Regions from separate parts of the Muntiacus reevesi genome. Here region 2 is linked to region 1. A link is a contact called in public Hi-C data. All regions are on one chromosome and are shown on one strand. Each heading gives the region's core, a stretch centred on a gene start, on an enhancer-like site or on the middle of the called end of the contact. The rest is flanking DNA. Distances are from core to core; before and after follow the strand shown.

The links. A called contact is a pair of places that touch in the nucleus more often than the background predicts.
Region 2: a contact with region 1 is called in a Hi-C map of blood, with 2.5 times the contacts expected there. The contact joins the promoter of USP32 here to the promoter of DHRS11 in region 1. A contact is called at or near these places in 2 of 3 Hi-C or Micro-C datasets (blood and muscle).

Annotation. Positions count from the first base shown.
Region 1 is chr18:48,717,241-48,722,374 of mMunRee1.1, forward strand. It overlaps DHRS11 (dehydrogenase/reductase 11), which reads right to left and starts at 3,331. Exons shown (of 7, transcript XM_065908926.1): 1 at 2,934-3,331; 2 at 5-214. The coding sequence starts at 3,290.
Region 2 is chr18:49,051,498-49,057,082 of mMunRee1.1, forward strand. It overlaps USP32 (ubiquitin specific peptidase 32), which reads right to left and starts at 3,699. Exons shown (of 34, transcript XM_065908924.1): 1 at 3,489-3,699. The coding sequence starts at 3,546.

The sequences.
Region 1 (5,134 bases), core at 2,081-4,580:
TTACGTTGAACATTTCCTTCCAGCCGCTGGTGCTGCCTGAGAGCAGGGTGTCGGGCCGGGCCAGGCCGGCATTGTTGATGCAGATGTCCACGCCGCTGTGCTGAGAGCGGACCGCCGAGAACATGGAGAGGATGTCCTCCTCATTCGACAGGTCACATCTGTAGGGGATCAAAGTCCCGGGGTAGCCTGCACTCTTACATTCGGCAGCCAGCTCCTATGAAACCCAACAGGGGTCTAACTGGGATGAGCTGCTCACTCCACACACAACCCACCCCACGCCCTCAGACCCCACCTCCCGCCGCTGTCACCGCTCACAGAGCCCGCGCCTCTGGTGGCCACCTGGGCCCGTCCCCACAGCCTGACCTCTTGGGTCAAAGTCCAGAGGTGACAGCAGTCCTGAGCGAGGGTGGGGGAGGCTGAGATCATCAGTGGAGGAACCTCCCAAATAAATTCGTCTTCCGTTCAAGAAGGAAGTTTCTGGGGCTCTGGGGTGAGGTGGGGGGTCAGAAAAGGGGCCTGGGGATCCCGGGAATGAAGCGATGTCTCTTTTCTGACTCTTTCCCATCAGGAACACAGCTCCGCTCATAGCCGCACTCCACCCCATGTCTCTTCCACCAGCGCCGAGTCACCAGGACCTCGATTCGCTTCTCTCCCATCACTCTCCCAACCCCTCTCAGGAGGGCTTGTATCTAAGTGACGGCTGTCCCTCCACAAGCTGCAGCCAGCTGGCTCAGAACCCTCACACAGACTTCTCACTTTTCAGTTGAGCTCAATGGCCGGTCTCCCCTCGCCCTGCCTATAGAAACGGTCAGGAAGCCCCACGGGGCACCACCCTCCACCCCAGCTTCTCTGGAGACTGTGAGCCAAGTCAGGTAGCAGGTGACACTGGGCATCCCCCGGGCACTGCCAGGGCCCTCAAGCCACTAAGGATCCCTGAGAGAGGAAGGCCACTGAGAGATGGCTGAGGTGAGCAGCCATTCAGAAGCAGGAAGAAAACCAGCTGTGGTCGCTTTGGAGGCCAGTGACCGGGCACCTGAGCCTCCTCAAGGTGACTATGGATGGACACGTGTGGGTGGGCCAGGGGTGCCAGGGCAGGGAGCCCTAGAAGAGGGTTAGCTTGGTCTCCTGCCCTGGAACGCCGTCCTACCCCCAAACCAAGCTGGGAATAAAGGACTCGGTCAGGTGACCTAGGAAATTCTTTTCTGCTTTAGCTTTCCATGAGTTTAAGCGGTACAGTCCTCTGGGACTCAGAAGTCCCCCTTCCCCCAATTTCACCTACTCAACATTTCACCTACTCAACGACCCCCTCGGGAAACAGGGCTTCTCATTGTAGGATGTCGGAAATCAAATTTTGTTTGAGTATCAATGAATGAACCCATCAACCAATCAAGAAAAGCAGATGGCAGGCAAAACAGCCTGGAATTCTTCCCTCTCCTGGCACACAACTTCTCCATTCCTCCGCCAGACTCAAAGCCCTGCGGCAAAGCCACAGTGGAGGGACTGATAAAACATGTCTCTGTCGCTGTCTCTCGCTGCCCTACCTGTCCGCATCTAGCCTCAAAAAGGACCTGAAATCCACTCAGTCCCCTCACAGCTGAGCCATCCTCCCTCATTAAAGGAGTCCTTCTGGGGGGGGGGGGGGGCAGTGGCGAGTGATCAGTCAGGGGCTCTCCTCGGGGTTCAGGGACCCTTTTCCTGGCTGGTTTGCGGTGGGGGTGGGAGTCGGAAGAGAAGGCAAGAGTGGCTTGAGAATCAAGAGAATCAAGTGGCCTAATCCCTGGTCTGATCCTCTAGGCTCCGGAGTGGAGGCAGGCCCTGAGCACCTCAGAATAGGAGAAAGGGAGGGGCAGTGTGGGGCAAAGGTATAGCCAGGTGACCTTGGAACCATCTAGGAGCCATAAAGCGTACCTTTGGTCGGCAGCAGGGGAGGGGACAGGCCTCCCTCCGGTACACCTTCCTGCTCGGCCCCACCCAAGGCCTCCTCGCCCTCTCCCTGCCCCGGGGACTTTGAGCACGGGTGGAGGTCAAGCTCAGCACCAGCCTAAACCCTGAGGGGGGTCCTGCCCGGGGTAAATCCAAAGTGCTCCTATGATGGAAACTGCTCATCCTTCTTCCTCCCTGCTCCAACACAGCCAACTTCATTTCCTTTTTCTCTGAGCTCTTATTGCTCACAACCCTTGGGGCTCCCAACCCACATTAAGAGGCAAACCAGGGGGTTCAGTTCCACATTGCTTTGTCCCCCAGAGCGCACAGGTTCAATACCCTAGTTTACCTGCTCATTCCCACCTGTGACAGTGAAACTGAAAAAAAGGTCTACTTTATATATACATCCCAATTGTCCCTCACGTCCATCGAGGAGGGGTTAACCCTCACCTTCAGGGGAAGGTGGAGCTGAGCCTCTTCAGAAAAGCTCCACTCCCACTCCAACCCCACTCTCAGTCCTGGGTGAAAAATGAGCAGGATCAAGTCCTCTAGCTCCTGCTCGCTTTGTTTGACTATGTGGGCTAGGTCTGGGAACCAGAGGAAGCAATCCAGTAGCCAGCTTAGCCACTGAGGCCAGAAAGCTTTCTTCCCTTCTCCCTGGCTTCTCCTTTTCTCAGCCAACCTGAGCAGGCAGGTAGGGAAGCAAGAGAAAAGATGCCAGGGAGTCAGAGAATTGGTATACTAGAGCTGAGGCTGTCAGGAAAAAAGCTCCCTAACGGACAAGACCTTAAAAAGCAAAGATAGAGTCCTGCCCTGAGGGATCCAAAAGCCTCCTCCACCAACTAGACGTCCACCTCTCTGGCCCCTGAGCCCGCTGCAAGTGGCCCTGGGGTGGCGGGCAAGAGGGCAGCGTGACACCTCGGCTCCGACCGCTCCCCATCCCCCACCTGGACCCAAGCCCGGCGGAAACGACGCCACCCGGAGCCACTCGCTCCCCAGCAGGGCCTTACCTCGATGTTGCCCACGGTGCGGGCACAACCCACCACCTTCAGACCCTGCTGGACCAGGGCCCGGGCCACGGCTGCGCCGATGCCCCCCGAGGCTCCCGTCACCAGTGCCAGCCGGTCACGCCACCGCTCCATGCCGGCTCTGGCCAGGGTCCCGAGTCGCCCGCCCACCTCGCTCTGGGAGCAGAGGACTTGGATCGCCGAGCTCCGCCCTAGGTCGTAGGGGGCCGGCCGCTCTCTTGTCACCCCCGCGGCGCCCGCCGTCGACCTGCCCGCGTCAGAGGTACGCCAGGACCTGCCTCCACTCTGGCCGGCCTCCGCCCCCTGCTCCACCCTCCGCTCCTCGGCGATCGGCCACATCCCGGCTGGAGGACGATGCGGGCCGGCGGCCCCGCCCCGCCCCTGCCGCGCGGGCACGGCCCCGCCCCATCCGGCCCTCGCCCGGTCCCCGCCCCCTCCCGCACAGCCCCGCCCCTTCCGGCCCTAGCATGGTCCCCGCCCCACCCCGCCCCTTCCGGGCCTCGCCCTGTCCCCGCCCAGAGAAAACCGCTTCTCGCGGGACTGGGCGGAAGGGTCCCGGGAGTAGGTAGTTTTGCTTCCCTCCTGTGAGCTCTTAGCCTTGGAGAACGAGGCTCGGCGCGGGCTTGCACCAGGCCTGAGGACGCGCGTACTCGTCTCTTGCTCTGTCCGCCTTGCCTATCCTGACCCAAAGGCCAGGAAGAGAAATTACGGGGCACTTAAGGTGACGCTACCGCCTTCCTCAACCAGCCGGTGGCTGATGGGAACGGTTCAGCACAGAAGGTTGAGCGTCTCAGCGGTCAACGCTGGGTGACCTTGGGACGGGCTTTCAACCCTGCCTGATCGCTTGGCGTTTCTAACCTTGGAGAACTCATGGTTAAAAATGCAAACACTCCCAAGTACACGTGTATTGGGGTGGATGGGATTGTATCTCTAATGACCTACAGTCTACAACTTCGCTAAGCCCCCCTACTCCCACTGGAGCAAATATACCGCGGTGTATGCGAAATATTAAAGCAATAACTAACATTTATTGAGCGCTTACTGTGACGGGCATAGTAAAATATATTTTAAGCACCTCAAATATATTAATGTGCACAAGAGCCCTATGAGATAGAACCTATTAACACTCATTTTATAGGATACACCGAGACAGATGAGGAGCCTGGCTTGGATGGCAAGCAGTACAGTATTAGGCCAGGGTATGTGTTCTGAAAGAGCCTTCACTGTGTCCTCCTTTGTCTCTCCTTAGGTTGTTGGTTCTACTCAAAGTAGAAGTCACTTTGCTGACCACTAAGGATATTCCATCAAAATACTGAATACTGCCTCACTTCTGCATTCTTTATATAGCCAGCCTTTCAAAGAGAAAACATCTCTGCTGGAATCCCACCACTGAACCAATGGAATAAGCCATGAATGTGGCTGGTGTATTCACTCAGCAAGCACTCCTGTGTTTGGCTCCACGGGCAAAGATTAAAACAAAACCAGCCCTTGCTTAATTTAGGAATCTCAGGAGAAAACTTCGCTGCAACAGGTGGTGGAAAGAGGATTGGGCTCGGAGCCAAGGGCTGTGGGAGAACTCTTAGTCATTTTTTATGGATTCCAGGATGAAAGCAAACAAGGGTCAGAAAGGAATTACTCATTTTATCTCTGCCCCAGTTCTTGTACAACACTTTGATTTGAAAAGACAACTCAGGGGATGGCTCAAAAAAATACCAACTACAAAAGTTAAAATCTCACTAAGCTTCTGCTGTTGCCCACTTGAAATCTGATTAGAAATCTGATTAAGTGGTAGAAAATCCACATGGTTCCCTCCACCCCCACTGCAGAGAGGTACTGACCATCCCATTTGTCTACTGCCCACCAAGTATTATCTGCATGTAGACACACCAAGCTCTAAGCACATGGTTTTACTGAACTGTTGACTCAACCATTTAAATGGCAGCCAAATGCTACTCCCAGGGGAATCTCACCTTCAGGACTCACAGACAGCTTGTGAAAACAGTCAAGTGTAAAGCCAGAGTGACTTTATTGTTGGAAACCAGATAAGGAACAGACACACAGACCGCAGTGTGGTCAGCTCTCAGCGTAGCCTTCTGCTCCCAGTTCCCTACGCGCCGAGTAACTACTGACCAGGCAACCCCTGGTTGAAATTCTGCCAAGTTTTGCTTTCACTCTTCTAGTTC
Region 2 (5,585 bases), core at 2,449-4,948, 330 kb after region 1:
CCCAGGTTATAAGAAAGGGGGTCTCAGTCATGTCTGTTCCTTCAATGTCTAAGTAGCCAATGCTCAGTAAAAGTCTGCTGAATGTATGAGTAAAGAGACACTTCAAAATGTGAATCCACAACAAAATTTCCTGACATCGCCTAGCTGCTTAGTCTAATGTAACTGCCAAATTCTACTCAAAGAAAAGGACTGGAAGAAATTTACCCACTGTATTGTATTACCACAATTTAGCAGCTAAGGACAATTTTAATTTAGCCAATTCTTACTTTAAAAAAAAAAAAAAAAGCCTTATAATTCTATTTCCAGAATGATGCAAGGAAAGGAGGAGCATGAAAAAAGAGTTAAAAAACTGGAGAAGATATTCTGAGTTCTGAAATGCTCTAAACTGCAACTCCTTCCATTTGTTTGGTTTTTTTTTAATGCTATGCTCCAAGCATTTAGAATACATTTTTAGGAATACACGGCCACAAACTTAAGATGCAATAAAGAACTGAAGTAAAGAGATGCAGAACTTATCTGCTAAAATTTTCACTATCCATAAAGTATAGTAAGTATATTATACTGTAGATAATATAAGCAATTTAACTAGAGTCAAGCCTTCAAGGGAAAGCTTGTGTTCTATTTAAGAAAGATAGAGATACAAGCCAAAAATAAAAGTTACCACTAATACATCTCCTTGGGAAAAAAAAAAGGTTAAGGTATACTTCAAGGAAACTATTAATTTTTATTAAGCTGATATACAGTGTAGCTAAAATAGTATCCAAAAGCAATCTTCTAATTTCAAGAGCTTATGAAATGTAAACAAGAAGTCACTAGACTGCCCTTTCACTTAGGTCCAGTAGGTGTTATCTGTCATTAACATAACACTGCATTTCCAAGGCCCCATTCAGCAAGATAAACAGCCAGTAACTCCATATTTGAAGGTGGCAATACATACTTGACTTTTTTTTAATACCACCTGATTATGGTTAGGCATTATTTAGGGCTCGCTACTTTTAAGTAAAGCCAAGCAAGTAGGTATTTCAATAGTTTGTCAAGATAGTTTTTTACTTGTACAATGATTCATATAACACACATTGTGCATTTGTCCTATCACCCTCCCCATTCACCTTATACAATAAAAGCAAGCAGCTAAGACTAACAGATGTAAGTTTTAGTATCTATTTAGATTATTTACATGCCTCAAAAAAGTTCTCCAACTATTTTCTAGCTCTATCAAAAGCTTTATAAATTCCTTCTACAACCTTACTAAAAAAATTCTATATCAAAGTCTGACATTTAACAAACAGTATCACATTCAAAAGAACTACCCACTTTATTTATTTTTATTTATTTAAAAAGCTCATCTCTTCTCAATGTTATACAGTGGCAGCCTAGATGGGAGGGGAGTTTGGGGGAGAATGGATATAGGCACATGTATGGCTGAGTCTTTTCCCTGTTCACCTGAAGCTAGCACAACATTGCCAGTTGGCTATACCACAATACAAAATAAAAGGTTGTTTTTAAAAAAAGCTCCTGGTTTACATTTAGAAATGTTGTTTTATCAACTTGCTTCTCTTTCTTGCCTTAATCTTTCTCTGCAGCAAAAATGATAAAACATAAATTCATTCAAACAAGTTAAATAAGATTTTAACAAATATTTTGCTACCTCTTCAAAGATAGGTTTTAAAATTCAACAAGCAGACAACTTCCTAACAAACTGAACAAAGACCTTCAGTCAAATCAGTTTAAAATACACCAACTGTTAATTTCCTTTATATTTACAAAGGTAGAATCTTATTTTATATGTGGCTAGAGTTAGATAAAAGCTTAATTTCAGAATTCCTTAATGTCAGCTAAATCACCCTCAAACTTAAACTAAACAACTCTAAACCTTGAAGCTGTAAATCAGTTTGACTGAAGTCCTCTTTCATGCCATGTAAGCCATTGCCTAATTGAGGCCAGACCTGTCAGGCTCAACAGCATCCCGGAAATGACTAGTCTACTAGAGCTGGAAACACATCAAGAATTTGGAATATTTCTCATATTGAAGCAAGGAAAAAAGTTCAAGCAAGATTGCCCATAAGAACAATCAGTATACTGTTCCACAGGGTGAAAAAAGACCTAAAAGGCGTATTTTTGCTACTCTGGTCATTTCACAAGGATATATCAAAATTCTTATGTAATTTCAGGTGATGGCCCAATGAACTTACCCCTTTCCTTCCAACATACGAATAAGAGTTCGCTACTAAATTCTCATACTGAATGCCCGTCTTGTAATCTAGTTCTTTTCAGCTACTAATACCATCACCTGGAGCATGGCTGGTTTCTTGACTTAGAAACCTGTTAACAATAAATGCCTAACACCTAAGCTGCTTAATGGTTTTTTTTTTTTTTTTTTTTTTAACTTTTCACCAAGAAATACAAGCACAAGCGCGCGGGCGCGCGCACACACACACACACACACACACACACACACTCTCACTCTCTCTCTCTCAAATCCCAGTCATGAAAAATTAAGTCACATTCCGGCCATAAACTGAGCAATAGACACTTCCAGTTAGCGTGTGCTTTAGTGATCATGGACAGTGGTATCAGATTAAGTGGTAGGGGGTTGGGGCTGTTAACAACACACTGTGCATCAGAGCCAATAAGCAGCAGGCTAGAACTGGCAGCAAGAAGGCCGGTCTCTAAAGGGAGCTATAACACAGTATCAGAATGCTGGATTTCCGAATGCCATTTTATGGGGAGGGAGGCGAGGCGAACTGGGGATCAAGTGCAATGAAAGGTTCTGACCAATGTCTGAGGCGATGAAACCGAAGACAAGGTCTTGTGGCAACACCAGCTGTCCAGTCTCATCTCACCTCAAACACAACTCAATTTCAGGTCGTTCTCATCAAAGTCAGCCGCTCAAAGGGTGAGGGGGTGGCAGGTAGTGGTGTGTGGCAGGCAGAGGTGGATGGTGACAGTCCCCCAAGAGACTGGCAAAAAGCCCTTGGAAACGGCAGAGACAGCACACAACTGGAAGGGGCTTCTGCAAGCGAACAGAGAGCATTGCAGCCGCCTTCTCCCTGCCTTCCAGCCAGGGCTGTTAGGTACGAGGTTAGGATGTTGCTGGAGGGTTTATGAACGAGTGACAGGAGAAAATGGCAGTAAAGGAAGGGGGGTGGGGGCTGCAAACGGCTGGTGCCACCCAAGGAAAAAGGGGAGGAGGACTTCCCTGGACACATCCAGGAGAACAACGCCACCAGAGGTACGGTCAGCGCCCTGTCAGCGCCTGACACCCCTCTCACTGGGAAGGCTTCGCCCCCGTCCACACGATCCTAATCCCCAAACCCTGCTCCCACCCGACCCTGCTCCACCGCAAAAATCCCCATCGTGGCCTCCTTTCCCTTCCGCCTCAGGCGCCCCACGCCCTCAAGCTCCCCTCCCCTTCCCCGGTCACCCACCCTCCTGGCGGCCCGTCGCCGGCCTCCCCGGCAGCTCGCCCAGACCCCTCCCCCCCTCACCTCTCCTCAGCGCCTCCTCGTAGCTGAGGAATCCGATCCGTGACTCCTTGGCGCCCATGCTCCCTTCATCCCCTCGGCCGGGGGTCGGAGCCCGCTCTTGCCCCCACCCCCCTCCCGCCTTCTCCTCGGCGTCTCTGACTGACGGTGTCGGCGTCCCCCGGTCCCCACCTCCCCCAACACTAACAAGTGCGGCTTCTGCCCCGGCGGCTCCTCCCGGGCGCCGCCACCGCCTCCATGCCGAATCACGTGACCCACTCCCACCCCGCCCCCTTCCCCTCCCTCTTACTCCGCCCTTCTCCTCTCTCCTCCCCTCCCTTCCCTTCCCTCTTCACGCCCTCTTCCCGCCCCCTCCCTCCCGCCTGCCCCGCCGAGGGTCACCTGACCCGAGGCCGGGGATTGTTCCGGGTAATGGCCGCCAGGGGCCACCCACTCCGCCCCGCCTCACGCTTGCCGCGCGCAGGGGCGTAGGGGCGGGACCAGACCCTGCGCGTAACGCATCATCACCACCTCCGGCCAATCCGAAGCCGCGAGGCCCGGGGGCCTCCGCCCGCGTGAGGGGTGGTGACTTCCGGGGCGCTTGAGGCCGTCCTCCCGCCCACAAGTTCTGGCACTCGCTGGGCGGGGTCGTAACCCTTGACGGTTGGTCTGACTGTGGCCCTGAGTCGTCTTGAAAGAGAAATGGAATCTTTGGGAGCTGGGGTCCGAGGGGTGCGGTTCGTGAGAGAAGGGAACGGGCAGAAGAGACATTCCTGACGTTAAGGACATTTTTGATTAGGAAGGAAGTTGTGAAAGGAAAGGATACTCAAGGGTTTCACTAGAGAATTCTCCATCCTAGTGGAGTGATTCTTAAGGAAAGTTAATCTGCTGACAAAATTTAGAACATCTTCCTTTTCGCTTTAATCCCAGCCCCCCACCCTTTGACGCTGGATTTTCTTTCACTTACGCAGAGCCAATTTGCCTCTGGGCGCATCTCCTGCTCTGCGCCTGTCTCTGGTACAGCCCTTGAAAGCTGTTGTACAAAAGCTTAGCTTATCTGCAAGAGTTGCTCCCCACCAGAAATGTGAGCGTTACAAGACTGATTAGAGATTTCCTTGCGCTTTTCTTTATTATTTTTAAATTGTGTTAAAATATGAATTTGCCGTGCTAATCATTTTTAAATATCTCAAGAGCACAATCACACAGTATTTCCCTTTTTGTGATTGGTTTATTTCATTCAGCATAGTGTCCTCAAGATCTGTCCATGTTGCAGCACAGTAGCAGAGTTTCCCAGGTTTACCATGTGATCCAGCACTTCCAGTTGTGACTATATACCCAAAAGAATTGAAAAGCCGGACAGGAACAGATACTTACATCTCTGTCTTTATAGAACATTATTCAAGATAACCAAAAGGTAGAAGCAATGAAGTGTCTCATCAACTGGACAGATGAATAAGTAAATATAGTATATCCTTACAATGGAATAAATTCAGTTCGTTGCTTTTTTTAATTCAGTTTGTCTGGATACGGAAACACATTTGTTTAAAAAATAATCATTTGGATTAGATTAGATTCAAGGTGATACTTACGTAATTCAGGGACAGCAAAAGGGTTTTAGTTCCTAAAGTCAACAGATTATAATATGCCCTGCTAGAGAGAGAAGGTAATAACTCTCTACTCATCTTTCCTGGCAGACCAGATCAGCAGCCTAGCATTAGTCACAGTGCTGCCCTTTCCAGTTCACTGTGAGGTAGTTAATTTTAAGGTCTCAGATTAGTTTCACTACTAAAAGGCCATGAATAAGGGGGTTGGGAATGTACTTCAAAGCCTTTAATTTCCAGGTGATTAGTTCAGCTCAAACGCAGGTTTCCAGACAAAACAACTCAGTCATCTTCAGCCTGCAGTAGATTACCATTATTAATGGGAAGTGACTCTTAAGAAAGGGCTCAGCTGTGGGAGAAAAGACCCTCAAGAGTTTAATTACAACATACCTTGGCTTTATTACTGTCCTAAATAATCAGTACCTAAAGGCGACCTTGCTGTAGAAAGGACAGCCCTGAGTGATTATCTACCCACTTGATTTACAGTAGAACTGGAAGCAAATTGTTTTATCTCTTTTTA